Linked DNA regions of Bombyx mori: regions 2 and 3 are each linked to region 1. The links are chromatin contacts, called in public Hi-C maps. All regions are on one chromosome and are shown on one strand. The core of a region is the stretch at or near the end of the contact, and the rest is flanking DNA. Distances in the headings are between cores, read along the strand shown.

What was found. A called contact is a pair of places that touch in the nucleus more often than the background predicts.
Region 2: a contact with region 1 is called in a Hi-C map of midgut, with 2.5 times the contacts expected there. The contact joins the enhancer-like site here to the promoter of LOC101744016 in region 1. A contact is called at or near these places in 5 of 7 Hi-C or Micro-C datasets (midgut, posterior silk gland and whole pupa).
Region 3: a contact with region 1 is called in a Hi-C map of midgut, with 2.6 times the contacts expected there. The contact joins the enhancer-like site here to the promoter of LOC101744016 in region 1. A contact is called at or near these places in 2 of 7 Hi-C or Micro-C datasets (midgut and an unstated tissue).

Annotation. Positions count from the first base shown.
Region 1 is chr3:12,688,811-12,693,703 of ASM3026992v2, forward strand. LOC101744016 (ski oncogene) reads left to right here and starts at 2,132. Exons shown (of 2, transcript XM_038020017.2): 1 at 2,132-3,554. The coding sequence starts at 2,751.
Region 2 is chr3:12,786,701-12,791,593 of ASM3026992v2, forward strand. LOC101744016 (ski oncogene) reads left to right here. Exons shown (of 2, transcript XM_038020017.2): 2 at 2,908-4,893. The coding sequence ends at 3,369. Among protein-coding and RNA genes, the nearest start is that of LOC101740536, 8.4 kb to the left of the region's middle. Within about 2 kb of position 2,996, at least 6 of the 8 cell types and tissues checked have open chromatin away from gene starts, as enhancers often do.
Region 3 is chr3:12,758,095-12,762,987 of ASM3026992v2, forward strand. The region is part of intron 1 of LOC101744016 (ski oncogene); the gene reads left to right. It overlaps LOC134201827 (a long non-coding RNA gene), which reads right to left. Exons shown (of 3, transcript XR_009977082.1): 2 at 4,573-4,668; 3 at 3,240-3,405. Among protein-coding and RNA genes, the nearest start is that of LOC134201827, 3.3 kb to the right of the region's middle. Within about 2 kb of position 1,972, at least 1 of the 8 cell types and tissues checked has open chromatin away from gene starts, as enhancers often do.

The DNA.
Region 1 (4,893 bases), core at 882-3,381:
GATCCTCCCGATCCATCGAAGTACTGCTCTTGCTAGGGCCAATGTTAGCAACACTCCCGGTTTGAGAAGCTGAAATAACTGTTCGGATAGCTACAATATTCTTTATTTTAAAGCAGATTTATAAAGAATGAGAATATTACTAATAATCTGAATTTTAAATGATAAAACTTCGTTTATTAGTACTTAGTACAGAGTAAAAATAATTTTTTTGAACTGAATTTGTTAGAGATTTAGCTGCATTTGTTATAACATGAAAACACTAAAGCGTGTCCAACTAACTAAACAAGATAGCGCCATTGTTAATCCATTTTACGACATTAAGGCATTTAGCTGCCCTTGATTTTAAAGGCCTCATATGTTGATACTACTTGGATTAATGTTTAAAACTATTTACACTTATGTACGAGTATAAAAGTATGTATGTATTTTTGTGTATATCTTTGTGCGTTTAATTTTTACTTTAATGCACCTACGGGTATTTACTCTGCACTACCTTTAGGTACCTGGTAAAGAATGCTTTAAATTGCCTAAAGTTTAGGCAACCAGCCTTTTTTTTCCTTCCCTAAGCTAAAGATAGCCTTGAGAGGCTATGTCAGCATAAGCTAACAAGTAGGTGAGCTCACGGGGCTCAAACCTGACGACATTGCTAACACTAACCCTAGCAAGAGCAGTGTTTCGCAGAATCAACCACCTGATCGGAAACGCGACCCACTGAGGAGATCGGTCAAGAAAGTCAGTTGGCTGTGTCTGTGGGTTAATTTACTCGTCGAACCCTTCGTTGCTAGCGACAGGTTCGTCTTGTTTCATACTTTTTTACCTTTAAAGTCGGCACGCATTACTGCTACCCCGCAGAAATAGGAGAGCTCTGCGCGGGTATGATACCTACCACCCGTACGGTCACACAAAACTAAGCAATAAGTGCGTAAGCATTTTCAAATTGCCTAGCTCATCTAACGTGGCAAAACAAAAACGAGAGTGCAACTACAAACAAACATTGCGTCCATGGTTGGCGACGGCTGGCGACTAGTTGTTTTGAACACGAAACTATGTGTGATGTCAGACTAAAATACACTTTACGACTCTGGGCTTAGAACGTTAAATTCTAGCGTACTGGTAATAGAAATAGCAAAACTCGATTGAATTTTAAAGCATTATCGAGCTTACGCCATTGCAATAAAGGTGAATTTATTTTTGTTGGTTGAATTTAGCGATAAATTTTCACAGCGCGGCAAGCGAACGGTCTCTGTAGACGCAGCTGCCCCCTCCCCGCATGGCGCCGCGTCCCTTCCCCGCGCGCCTTGTAAGCCCCGCGCGTGTCTCGACGACACAGAATTGAATATGTTTATTTAGACGCAATAATGCCTATTGTTTATTGTTTCTTGGAGACAGTCGACAAAACTTTTTTTTTTTTTGCAGACGAGCATACGGCCCACCTGATGGTGAGTGATTACCGTCGCTCATGGACTTCAGCAATGCCAGGAGCAGAGCCAAGCCGCTGCCTACCGCTTAATACTAATACTAAATAGTAAAAACGAGATGCCGATATCATCTTGAACAATTCCTCAGAGCACTCCCCATGGAACTTACGGTACAAAATACAGAGGAACCGAAGTCCCTCCGCAGACCCAGAGGTTCCAAACGATCAAATTACGATACTCAAATTATTTAGACCTAAAATTTCCAGAGAGTTACCGTTATTTGACACACACAGAGAACAATCACAGTGATGGAAGCGTTCTCTAGGACTCGCGCTAATTTTGGCCTAGTTGAATATCCCGTTAATACAGGTCAGTGCAGGCTTCAAGTACCCCATAGATTGATAGGATTCACTTCGGGATGTCTGCTATGCTAATGCACAAAAATGATCTATCTCCCCTTCAACAAAAGAATTTATAATTTTATACTAGATAGTGTGTATACTAAATTGAATGCACATATAAATCCATAGCAAAGCATGTAAGAAACGAATAGAACAGCTTGGAATGTGAGTGGTATAGTGTTTCTAAAGGTCTCAGAATTTAATTAGACAGAGAATTTCAGTTTGTCCTTTGATCCACGTACTATCGAACTTAATTATTATACTCATCACTAAATATTGTAATTAGTAGGTGTTAATAGATACATCATTGAACTACTACTCAATCATACGATCTTGCAGCTTTACTTTTGTAATACATTTTGACAAAGGTTAAAAAATTAACGCACATTGTCCTGTCTACATATACAAATCTTTGAATCGGGCGGTCCACGGCTTGCGCCGCCATTCTGGATATTTTGACGGGAAGGTCGATCACGTGACTCGTCGCGGCGAGGGGCGGCGTGCTTTGCGGAGTGCGGGGCGCTGGCTAGACTCTCCAGTAGTCGAGCCATCCGTCTGCTGCTTCGACTGCAGCCGGTCGCGGGGATCCACGCCCCGCCCGCGCGCGCCTTAACTCATAGCGATTACATTCTTTTTCACTCAAAAGTTGAAAAGTGAGAGAGAGATCCAAAAGTTGACTAGAGGGCAGCTCTCGAGATCAGCAGAAGAGTGCGACGGTTTTGCTACGTAACGAGGTCGTATGCGTATTTTTCGCAGAGGCGGCGCGCGGCGACGGGGCGGCGAGGAGGCGCGCGGGCCGCTCGCGCCCGGCCCGGCCGTCGCGACGGCACGCTCGGCAGACATGGTTCGATCGCGAGTGGAGTGCGTCGCGCGTGCCGGCGCGTAGCCTCATGCGTCTGCCGAGCCCCAGCAACGGTGGCGCGGAACTATCATGGACGTGGTGACGCCGCACATCACCTCCGTACTGAAGACATACCAGGCCAGCGCGCCGCGCAGCCTGCAGGGTCCGGGCGGCCGAGCCCCGCGCGGCCCCGATCCGCCGCCGCCTCCGCCACCGCCCGCCGCGCCGCCCATCCTTCTGGCCGCTGACGCCGAACTGGGTGAGCGCGGCGAGACTCGCCTCGAAGGAGAACCCATCTCCTGCTTCAGCGTCGGCGGCGAACGGCGGCTGTGCTTGCCGCAGATCCTAACTTCTGTGCTTACGGATTTCACATTAGAGCAAATAAATCGCGTGTGTGACGAATTACAAATATACTGTTCGCGCTGCACCCCGGAGCAGCTGCACGAACTGAAGTCGACAGGAGTGTTACCGAGGTCGGCGCCCTCGTGCGGACTCATCACGCAGACGGACGCAGAGCGGCTGTGCGCGGCGCTGCTGCATGCCCCGGCTGCCTCGCGTCCCCACAAGCTACCCGGCTTCCGTGTATATCACGAGTGTTTTGGAGGAGCACGGGGTGTGTGTTCACCCGAGGCGGGTCTGGTGCAGTGCTCAGAGTGCCGAGCGCTGTATGTGCCGCGCCGGTTCGTGTGCCATTCCCACGAGACGGAGAACCGCACCTGCCATTGGGGCTTTGACTCGTCCCACTGGCGTCGGTTTTTACTGGTCGCGGACGAGGAACAGGATCAGGAGAAGTGCATCGCGCTCCTGGACGATCTCGCCGCCAGAGACGAGGCTGCCGCGCTCGCTCCGCTGCCTTTGAAGCATCATCATCAGCTGCCCTTGAAAAGAAAACAGGTTAGTAATTTCACATCCTTTTTAAATCAATTTATTTATAAATAATTAATCAGCAGAAAAGTGAAATATCAATAATTTACGATCATTCAAGTTATGAATGACCCACAGTATCATTATAATTATCGTTCAAACTGTGTAGTCTAAAATGCCTAAATGATAGTAGTACACTTCAAAGAACATTGGTACAAACCAATTAGAAACATTAATGTAGTTTTCGTTGATCTTATTAGATTCCATTAAGAAATATTTCAACTGTCTTTCATATTGAATGTAGAGAATCAAGTAGAGTCATGACCGTTTGGCCATGTGATGATGAGTTAGTACCTTCCAGAACATTCGGAGACTAAATAAAGGTAGAGTAAACTAAAAAAGTGTAGCATTGAAGGTTACGGAGAGTACTTAGTGGTAGGCATTGCTGTTGTCCAAGAGCGACAGTAACCACTCACCTACAGCTCGTCCGCCTACAAGGGCAATAAAAAAAAAAGTATATTTCACGTAATGAGTGACATTGGCCTTCCGTGACTATTGTTATCGTTTGCGATCCACAACAATAATCGCGTGCCGTTAAACATTTAAACAGACACACTGAAACAGAAAATATTATGTGAGAACATGTATCTGAGTACATTGGAAAATTATTCCTTAATATCGAATCGAACTTGGACGTGTGGCGGTAGCCATCACAAGATATATAACGCAAGATATTTGAGAGATGTCTGAATCTCGCTTACGACATTTTCAAGTTGAGATCGCATATATACAAATTCCGAACAACAACATTCGGACCGTCGGTCTACCGAGCAATAACACCCGCTCGGTGGAAGATCTTCCTTTCGTCGTTTAGCCCTCCAAAGACGTAAAAATCGCCAATTCGGATATAGCAAGTTACCTTATTATTGTAACACTAACAAAATAAAAGATTTTTTCCCCTGGATTTTCGCTGGTAGCCTAAGGGGTTATTCCAGTACGCGCCAACGGGTAGTTGAGCTATGAGCTCAACCTGAGAGAAATTTGCTATCTACTAGCCTTAGCAAGGGCAGTGCTTCGCAGAATCTACCGCCGGATCGGAATCGCGACCCATTGTGAAGATCCGGCGAGAAATTCATTGGGCTGCGAACTATCAATCACTTTTAATCTTCTCATATTCATTTCAATCTTATATTCTTAAAAGAAGGTTTTTTATAGTGTCTATCTGTACTTTAATAAACAATTTATAATACTATACAAGGATGAGTAATCGAGAGAAACTGACATCTACAGTTCAACGGGAAAATCATTCATTCATCTGAAATTCATAGAGACCTTAACAAAGGGATACGACTCTCACCAAACTCGACGC
Region 2 (4,893 bases), core at 1,746-4,245, 99 kb after region 1:
ACCTATTAGAACACGAACGCTTCCCCTAATAGTGTGTGGGCTCTAGTCTTCGGCTGTTCTATTGAGTGTTTTTCTAAATAAGAACAATATGAGGCTTTCTAAATCAGTTCGTGTTGTTGCAACATACAATATGTCCTATCGGATCCTCTCAGTAGGTCGATTGTAGGCACTCCAAGCACCGGTCACCGTTCTCGCCGAATTCGAATCTCGACGAAGAGTTCGACGTATAAATTAACCCATAGACACAACTCACGAGTTTCTCTTCGGATCTTCTCGGTGGGTCGCGATTCCGATCCGGTGGTAGATCCAGCCAAGCGCTGTTATTTCTAGGGCTAATCTTGCAGGCAAAAGATCTCGTGGCCGCAATCCAATGCGCTGGTTCGGCCAAATCCGCATCACTATGGATACAACAGTCTACGATGCAATAGACACCGCCGAGAATATGGCAAAACATCATCCAGAGAAGGATAATGGGAGGAGATGGTCACGACCCTCAGACATGAGGAATGCGACTCAAAGGAGGAGGAGTCTTAATAATTTATCCCAGGTTAAACCCCGTGAGCTCACCTGCCAAACCGTGCGTAACTGGAATAGCCCTTGAGAAAAAAAAGCAACTACATTTCTGGCGCACAAGATCTTATAAATAAACAACAATTTAAGTATCCTCCCTTACCCAATGATTATCTTACTCGATAAATAAACATTCAATATAGGTACATAATTAACTCGAATTACGTGAATATTTGCCGTCAACAAAATCATTCTGGGAAATCATTACGCATTCTCTTTATCCATTAAATAGGCAACATTTTCAAAGGATATTGGCGATATCGGAGTCGTCCAACGTAATTATCTGATTTATTCGGAGTAATACAGAAATACGACCCGCGTAGGAGGCGACACGTGTCATGAAACAGGAGACAGTAGTCCGTATGATACTTGCTGTATGGATTTCTATGTCGACAACAACAGATTGTGAATAAACAGGAAGAAACCACCACGGCTTTTGATACACCATTAAGATTATATGATGTATTTTTGTACATGGATGTGTATGTTATAGTTAAACCTACCTATAGATATCCTGCATTACTTTCTAGAATTCAAACTATTTCCATTCGCAACTTCACAAAAACCAGTTCACTGGTTTAGGCGTGAACACAGATAGACATAGTCAAAAAACTTTGAACGGACGACAACTGTTTTGCGAATTCCGAAGTTAATAACATAAGTATTGCTCCTAATTAATCTCTGTCTACTTGTGAAAACTAAATAAAAACCCGTTCGTTTTGGAGATGCGAATACTACGCGAACAAACTAAAACAATTCTAAAAATAGTAGGCTTACGTTCTATTATCCTTTAGTTACTTAAGTGACTTTAGTGTCTTTATATTTTTATTTATTTTCTTTTTCTTAAATCACAGAAAAATGTGGATCATCGTCGATTACGACGAAGAATTCGACATTGCGAACTAGCCCATAGACACAGCCCATTGAGTTTCTCACCGGATCTTTTCAATGGGTCGTGTTTCCGACCCGGTGGTAGATTCAGAGAAGCGCTGCTCTTGCTAGGGCCAGTGTTGGCAATTCTCTCAGGTTGAGCCCGTAAGCTCAAGTGGTTCGCGCGAAATTGGAATAACCCTTTAGGCTACCAAAAATTAGGTAGGCAAAAAAAAAACAGGGATTCTACTGTTTTAATATATCGTGATGAATGTGTGGACGATATTTTGTATAGAACAAATTAACACAGCATATTAATAATTAATACTAATATATAAAACATGTAATCCCTCCGGTATAATATGTTTTAGTTACCGTAAATACCTAACATTATGGACAAAGGGCAGCAACAGCTTAACATTGCTTAACATCCCGAGAGACGTATTTTGTATGTACTTCTATCTATCGTGTAGGCATTACCTTAAATAATGACCATAAATATTAATATAAACACGTAATAATATAATACATTTGTGGGCTAAAACAGCTGTGGGCGTGATGTACCTACCCTCTTCTAGTTTAATTTACTATCTATCTATGCGTCTCTCGATCGATTAGTCTTCGTAAGGTACGCCATTATTGAACACATTCAGAATTACTCCCCGCGGGGATAGCGAAGCTCTCTGTTGTACATGTATTGGCATATTTACTCACATATTATTGTATACTATACACAAAGAAAATAACGTCACAGCGTGGTAACTCGATCAAGTATTAAATTCGGTCACGAATGTGTGACCGCGAATTACATTCGTGTTGTTTCATTAAGTAATAAGCAAATTTTTATTACGGATCAAAAGAAAGGAAAGCATGAATGTAAGGCTTTCTTAAGGCGAGCAGATTTAGAACGTAGTGCCGACAGAGAATTCGGGTCTTAAACTGTTATGGGTCGCAGGGGCGCGGGGCTGGCGTCTGGGGGTCGTCTGCGGCCCGGCCGCGACCTACATCCACCCTCACCCCGCCCAACCTTCAGCCCCCTAGTGGTGATGACGCGCGCCGTCTGCCTCCCGCGCCTCCCTCACACCTGCATTACGTAAGGCGAATGTGTTTTGCTGATATCGTAGGCACTATTATTGCCACGGCATCGGCTTTATTAACATCGAACAATAGAAAGCTTACTTGCGCCGCACTCTAATACTTACTAGTCTTTCGTAGCCCTCCTAAATAATTAGATTCTTTTTCAGCTCACTTGGGTACTTTTAAGTCATTCATTGTCACAAAGATGATCTCTTTGTCATATTTTGAAACGACAATAAGGATTATGAAACATTTCAATGCAACGTAAACATATTCAAATCATTGTTTGCCGGCGATAAGCTATTGACGTCAAAAAAGGTCGCCCTCGCGAAATGCGATCCACTCTATTCAGATCAGTCACGTGTTAACTGTATATTTTCTTGATTTCAGATAGTGGAGACCGTCGTGTGCAAGACGGAACCACCGGAATCGCCGCCAAAGAAGTCCCGCGGTGAAGACTACGGCTACACGGTGTTCTTGGACCCGTACGCGCTGCAGTACCGCGCTCTGTCCGCGTTCAGACCTTGGGGCAAGGGGGAGCCAGTGCTACAGAACCCCGAGCGGGTCGTGCGGGTCGCGGACTGCTCTCGTTTCGAGCGCGATTATCAGCCGAACGTGGCCCTGAAGCCTCTGACCCCGCCTGTGGACGACGTGACGTCATCGACCTCGCCGCCGCCACAGAGCGAGTCTGAACTGGCAGCCCGGCTGCTAGACGCGGAGGCCCGCCTGGCGGAGAGGGCGCGGCGCCTGGACGCGCGGGAAGCCGAGCTGGTGCGGCGGGAGGCGAGGCTGCACGAGCGCGAGGTGGAATTAGCGCGAAGGGAGCGCGAGTCCGCGGAGCCGCCGTGTTGACGGGCGCGCGTCATCACCAGGCTGCGCTACTCGGGGTCGCGCAATGGACGCTCAGTGAGTGAGGTGGTGGCCCCGGCGCCCGATGATGGCGCTTCGTGCGGCATCCGAACGCCGTGATCGTGAAGTTCTCTACTGTTTTTTTTTTTTTTATGGCAGTACGCTGTGCGTATTGCCACAGCTCTACTGAAATTGTCGTCGACGTTCGGAGCAGTGTCGTGCTCGTGCCGGCGCGGTGGCGTCGGTCGTGTCCGGTCTTACCATACAATTGTGCAGATGTACATAATCATGTCGAATACGGTTTCGTTTTAAAATTGCAGTTTATTTCGTAGTCTTTTCGCCGTGTGCCATTAGAGGTACCTTTCGTGTGACCTCAAATCTGTGCTTTTCGATGACCGATAACAATACTCACAATAATGTAATAGTGAAATGATAGTAAAGTTACAACCGTAAGCATAAGGGCCTGGCCACAGCTACTGGCGGTGCGTTTTGCGGTGCGTTGCGAGGCGCGGCGGGCGGTGTGACTTGCGGGGGTATGCCACAGCTAGACTAGTTGCGGCGGCGGCGGCGTCAGAGGTGCACGTATTTAGAAAGTCCTATCAAATTTCCCTTTCAAAAGTGGCACGATATTACCTTGAAATAAGTGCGTTCTTAGCTGAAGATATTATTCAATCAAGAATAGGAGCGCACCCAGTTAGAAAAAGAGAGAACTTGGCGAATTTCACCCTATTTATTATTATATTAGGAATATTAGGAATATAAGAACTATCCCGATAAATAGATTATTAATAGATTCAACCTTCACAGAGATTACCAGGTTCAAATCTCAATTTACCATACGTGTTAATTGCTGATAAAGCCTATCCTCTTAAAAATTATTTGATGCGCCCATATCCACCGGGTGGTTTAAATGCGGAACAAATAATTTTCGACAAGACATTATCCCGGGCAAGTGTCACAATTCAGTACGCGTTTGGTATTCTAACTAATAAATTTCGTATTTTTACGAAAAGTGTAAAGGCAAACAAAAAGCACGCGACATTGAGTATAAAGGTTTCGTGCCTTAAAAGAAAGTGATGGAGACAGACATGCAGATTTTCAGCAGTTTGTTTCCCAGTTTGGAGACTCCAATATTCACAATAGCGTACGCAGATCAAGACGGAATAATCGAGCAACGGTTCAAGCATCTAGAATACGAAATCAATTCAAATTTCAAATTTTATTTCAATAATCCTATCCAAGAGTATCTAGGAAACCATTAGTACTAGAAAATTGTTGTTTTATTTCGTCCCACATTTTTTTTATAACATGCCTCTATTTATGATGTAGATGTTTTGACATCCATATTTCTGGTCTACTCAGTATTTCACTAATGAATTGTTCCACATCCATTATATTTTATTAGCTCAACGCGCGGTAAAAACAAAATGATTTGTTTCGGTCGCGCGATGCCTCAATGCGTCCACCGACACCGCCGCGCGCGCCGCTCTGAACTGTGGCCGCCTCCATATTGTCTAGTACATTTGT
Region 3 (4,893 bases), core at 722-3,221, 69 kb after region 1:
TTTACACTTTTTGAGATTGTTACTTTTTGGCCTTTTCGTATAGTTCACAGCCCTATCTATAGTATAAAAAAAAACTGTTATGTGTCTATAGCTTTCATATTTATCTATAGCTTTCATTTGATATAGTTCTTAAAAAATCACTTTCATATAAAATTTTATACGAAAATGTTTTTACTCGTTAATTCAAAATAGAGTTTTTGCACATAGCAGATTTTGATTTGACAGCGACGTTATGCAAATTATGTAATTTTTCAGGAGAAACGTTGGAAAATTTAATATCTTATTATATAATTCTTATTTAATTCTACTAGGCTATAGAAATAAAATCGTAATATTTAAACTACAACTTTAAACTTCATCAGTAAAAGAAAACATCTCTCTCGTCTTACTAATAACTATTAAAAAATATATTTTCTCATACTCAATTCAATGTTAACAAAAATTGCATAAGTTACTTATTATAGCATCGCATGTGCGATATATTAACTTTGATATCTCTTTCATGTCGACAATGCCAGATTCGTGCGCAAAAACGTAATACTTTTTTATTTTTATTGCTTTGATGGGTGGACGAGCTCACAGCCCGCCTGGTGCTAAGTGGTTACTGGAGCCCATAGACATCTACAACGTAAATACGCCACCCACCTAGAGGATATAAGTTCTAAGGTCTCAGCATAGTTACAACGGCTGCCCCACCCTTCAAACCGAAACGCATTACTGCTTCACGGCAGAAATAGGCAGGGCGGTGGTACCTACCCGCGCGGACTCACAACAGGCCCTACCTACGTAATAGTCTTTAATTAAAATTAAAACCATAGATTTCCTCGGAACAATATCACCAGTTTCATTATTAAGATGAGACATTCTCGTTTTAACAGTGGTTATATTCACGGTACGATGCCTCCAAAGCGTATAGATGCTATTTAACGAATGTGTTTGGTCGAATAATTACAATGTACAAATGTGTAGGTACTTTGAACAAAAACATGCAGACTTTGTCTAGACAAACAATAAAGATAAACGTAACGCAGACATTCTGAAAAGATATTTTCATTATTTGAACAACTGTATATTAGAATCAACTGAAACATGGATAGTCAAATAAATCAAAATTAATCGTTCTGTATTCGGGTCCCCAATTTACATCAATATTACTGGTGGTAGGACCTCTTGTGAGTCCGCACGGGTAGGCACCACTGCCCCGCCTATTTCTGTCGTAAAGCAGTAGTGCGTTTCGGTTTGAAGGGTGCGGTAGCCGTTGTAACTATACTGAGACCTTAGACCTTAGAAGGTGGGTGGCGCATTTACTTTGTAGATTTCTATGGGCTTTAGTAACCACTTTACACCTGGTGGGCTGTGAGATCGTCCACCTATAAAAGCAATAAAAAAAATGACTCCTGGCTGAGCCTTTGCTCGCCCACCTGTCCTGGTAAAACTGGAAAGACCTCCGAGCCAGTAATCACTCAAACATACAAAAAACGATAACGGTCTAAAATTCACGATCATCGATATTACCGGATAAGTTCTTAATCTAGATTCGGATGTACAGTTTTTATGCATAACAACAATAATATTGCATGATCTTGGGAAAAGGTGTTCTGTAATGTAGTAAAATTAAAATTCCTAATAATCGTTTGGCCATAGCCAAACGATTATTAGGTCGATTAATTTCGTCCCATGTCTTCGGATAGTTTGATCACCCTTCAGTATATTTCATCAGAGCTGTCATATCGAATACTTAGAATTTTTTGGCACTGGCACGAGTTACTGCGTGTGAGTCACATAAGTGTGGTCGCCACGTGCCACCATGGTGATTTGGCAGCTTACCCAGGATTCACGGAATCGTCACCCCCCATGATAACATCGGGAGAATTATGAGTAGCCGAAGGAAAATTGTCACGTTTACGTCATTTCGTGCTGGTTTTGTTGTATTTTGATGGAGATCGTAAATTTATGTTCATATATGTCAAGGATGCTCGTTGCGGTTATCCTCGTCGAACACGCCGCCTGCGACGAAGGGCTCGGCGAGTAAATTAACTCACAGACACAGCCCACTGAGTTTCTCGCCGGATCTTCTCAGTGGGCTGCTTTTCCGATCCGGTAGTAGACTTTGCGAAGCACTGTTCTTGCTAGGGCTAGTGTTATCAACGTCCTCAGGATAGAGCACCGTGAGCTCACCTACTCGTCCGGTTACGCTGGCATAAGCATAAGCCTTTTAGGTTACCAGCTTAGGTAGAAAAAAAAGTTGCAAATAATCTTGATTAACTTACCATTTCTAAGAGGCTTTTCAGTTAATAATTTCGGTAAGATATTTTCTAATGAAACATCTAATTTGCTATAGCAATTTTTTTTTGTCTAGTTGCAAGTGGCATGATCACATCAATCAGGTTTGCTGCGATGGAGAACGCCACAAATGGTGGTTGATCTTGGAGCGCAGTGACTTGGGCCGCGACCCTAATCAGCAATTCAGAAAGTTATATCCCAATTGGTACACACGTGTTGTGCCAAAATCTCTGTATTCGCTTATTGCTGGCAGTCAACAGAATATATTTTAAATTCAGTTTCATTTTATACAGAAATTTATAAAATTACTCATGAAGTGACATAAAAATTTGTGAAATTCTTTTCTTCCGAAGCTAATAGTCACGATCGAAGCGCGCGGGAAATGCTCGGAACTACGCGTTAAATGTCCGAGCCAAATCGCGTTCATACCGCCGTTTTCGTTCTCCAACGACCACTCACACATGGCAATGCAATTCGTGATGGCTTCAAAACCCAATGTTGTTTCGTAACGGTATTCCGTCGAGTATATAAAGGTTCGCGTGTAACATGAGAATGGGTTTGGCAATTTGTTGTCTAAAATTGTAACTGCCACCGAATTTGATGCGTTGTAATAAATGAATATTGATTAAAATGTTTACGCTTTTAATTGTTATGTCTAACTTTATGATGCCTTCGATATTTTGGACGGTTTGGCGGCTATGTCAGTGATCCGTGAACACAGGTACGAGCGATCATTGTTTTTAGGGTTAATACCTTTCAAGTGAGGCTACGACTAATGCCCTCTGCCTTCTAAGCGAATAAACAAATTTATAGCCCTTACTGATTGATCGTTCCAGATATTTATTTAGATAATAAAATAAGAAAAAAAGAAAACTTCCTAACATAAACATAAAAACCGATTTTTTTAAACCTTTTATTCATTTTCTAGGATTAGGTTCTGTTAAAAAAAAAAACTATTATCGAAGGATTATTTAAATTTTTCTAAAAGTCATAACCAGTCATCGACTTGTTCTTAATAGGAATTAAGTCTAGAAATATCACATTGGCGCACAGCGTGTCTTTCTGAAGATGTCCCTTTTTTTAACAAAAAAAATCACTGCGGCGCGGCGTCGCAAATTGTATCTAACAAAATATAATATCATTTAGTTAATGTTTTTTTTCTATTACATAAGGGCTATGAGCAAATATTTACATAACAACTCTTCAGATAGGTCCTTAATGTCCTAATCAACATAAAACTTTATTGATTAAAAATTATCATCATAAGTCAACAATTTTATTATTGTACTGAACAAACAGACTTTTATCGGTCTTTATCGCGTTTTTATTTCATTAATTGGATTTCAGACTTTTCGATAATATGGTGGGCGATCGAACATTATGGCATAACAAAAGGGAAAGCCTGTGCCCAGCAATGGATACCAAAAGGCGGAAGATGATCACGATTACCCAACAACTACTTTTTGATATCTAAAAATATATATATGCCGGAGAAGCCACAATTATTAACACCATCGTCAGACATTGTAGGGGCGGATAGGGTGATCGAGCTAAGTGAAATATTGAGTACACCAAGCACGTTTGCTGTCTTAGAACAATTTAGAAATCTCCTCTTGACCTTAGCAAACGAAAACGAATGACAGTTCTTAGGACGGAGGCACCGCTCTTCAAGAAGGCTGGTTGGTAAATGTGATGGCGTCTACGCGCCTCCATCGGCTAGGCTCTGTCGTAGCACGAAATTAGCCGAGTTCTGACGATGCCGCAATCCTGTTGCCATCTCTCGAGAATCGTGCTGCGTTTCGTTTAACTACCAAACTAATGACCGTCTCCGACATATATAATATTTTTTTTGTTTTTTTAATTATTGAAAATCATTGTCTTGAAATCTTTTTTTATTTTTTATTTTATTGCCTTTGTAGGCAGACGAGCATACGGCCCACCTGATGGTGAGTGGTTACCGTCGCCCATGGACTTCAGCAATGCCAAGGGCAGAGCCAAGCCGCTGCCTACCGCAAAAATCTACATGGTCATGGTTCAAAGTGAGCATGAAATCCTTGCTCCGTGCAGCTGTATCCAGTATAAGAATAGCCATAAGAAGGCCAGACCGAACTCCCGTACATAGCACGGAAAGATATCGTTCTAGGCATTTGTCTCATATCTACTTGAGTTGAAACTCTGCTATAATAAATGTAACTGTTTTTAAAATAATGGTATAAAGTTGTTATTGATGATTTAAGGAAACTTTTACGATCATTAATGTATACTTTCAGAAAAGTAAGAATTATTTACCTGTGCATGTCTATTTTTGCGGCATACATTGTATGATTAGGATTACTATTCAGCAAAGATATGATAGGGTTTGATAAGATTATTTTTCATTGGAATCTAAGTGAACAATAAGAATTTGAACAATAATATTATCTATTTTTGTGACGCCATTAGCATTAGTATTACGGGGGGTTGGGGATGGTTATAGTAAAACATGGTACCAGCATCGATAATCGCCATCCGCCACTGGCACTCCGATTTATAGAACATGAAAATGAATTTCACTAGAAAATGAGTTTGGTCATATTCACTGTACTTAAACTACGGCAACTCAACCCACAG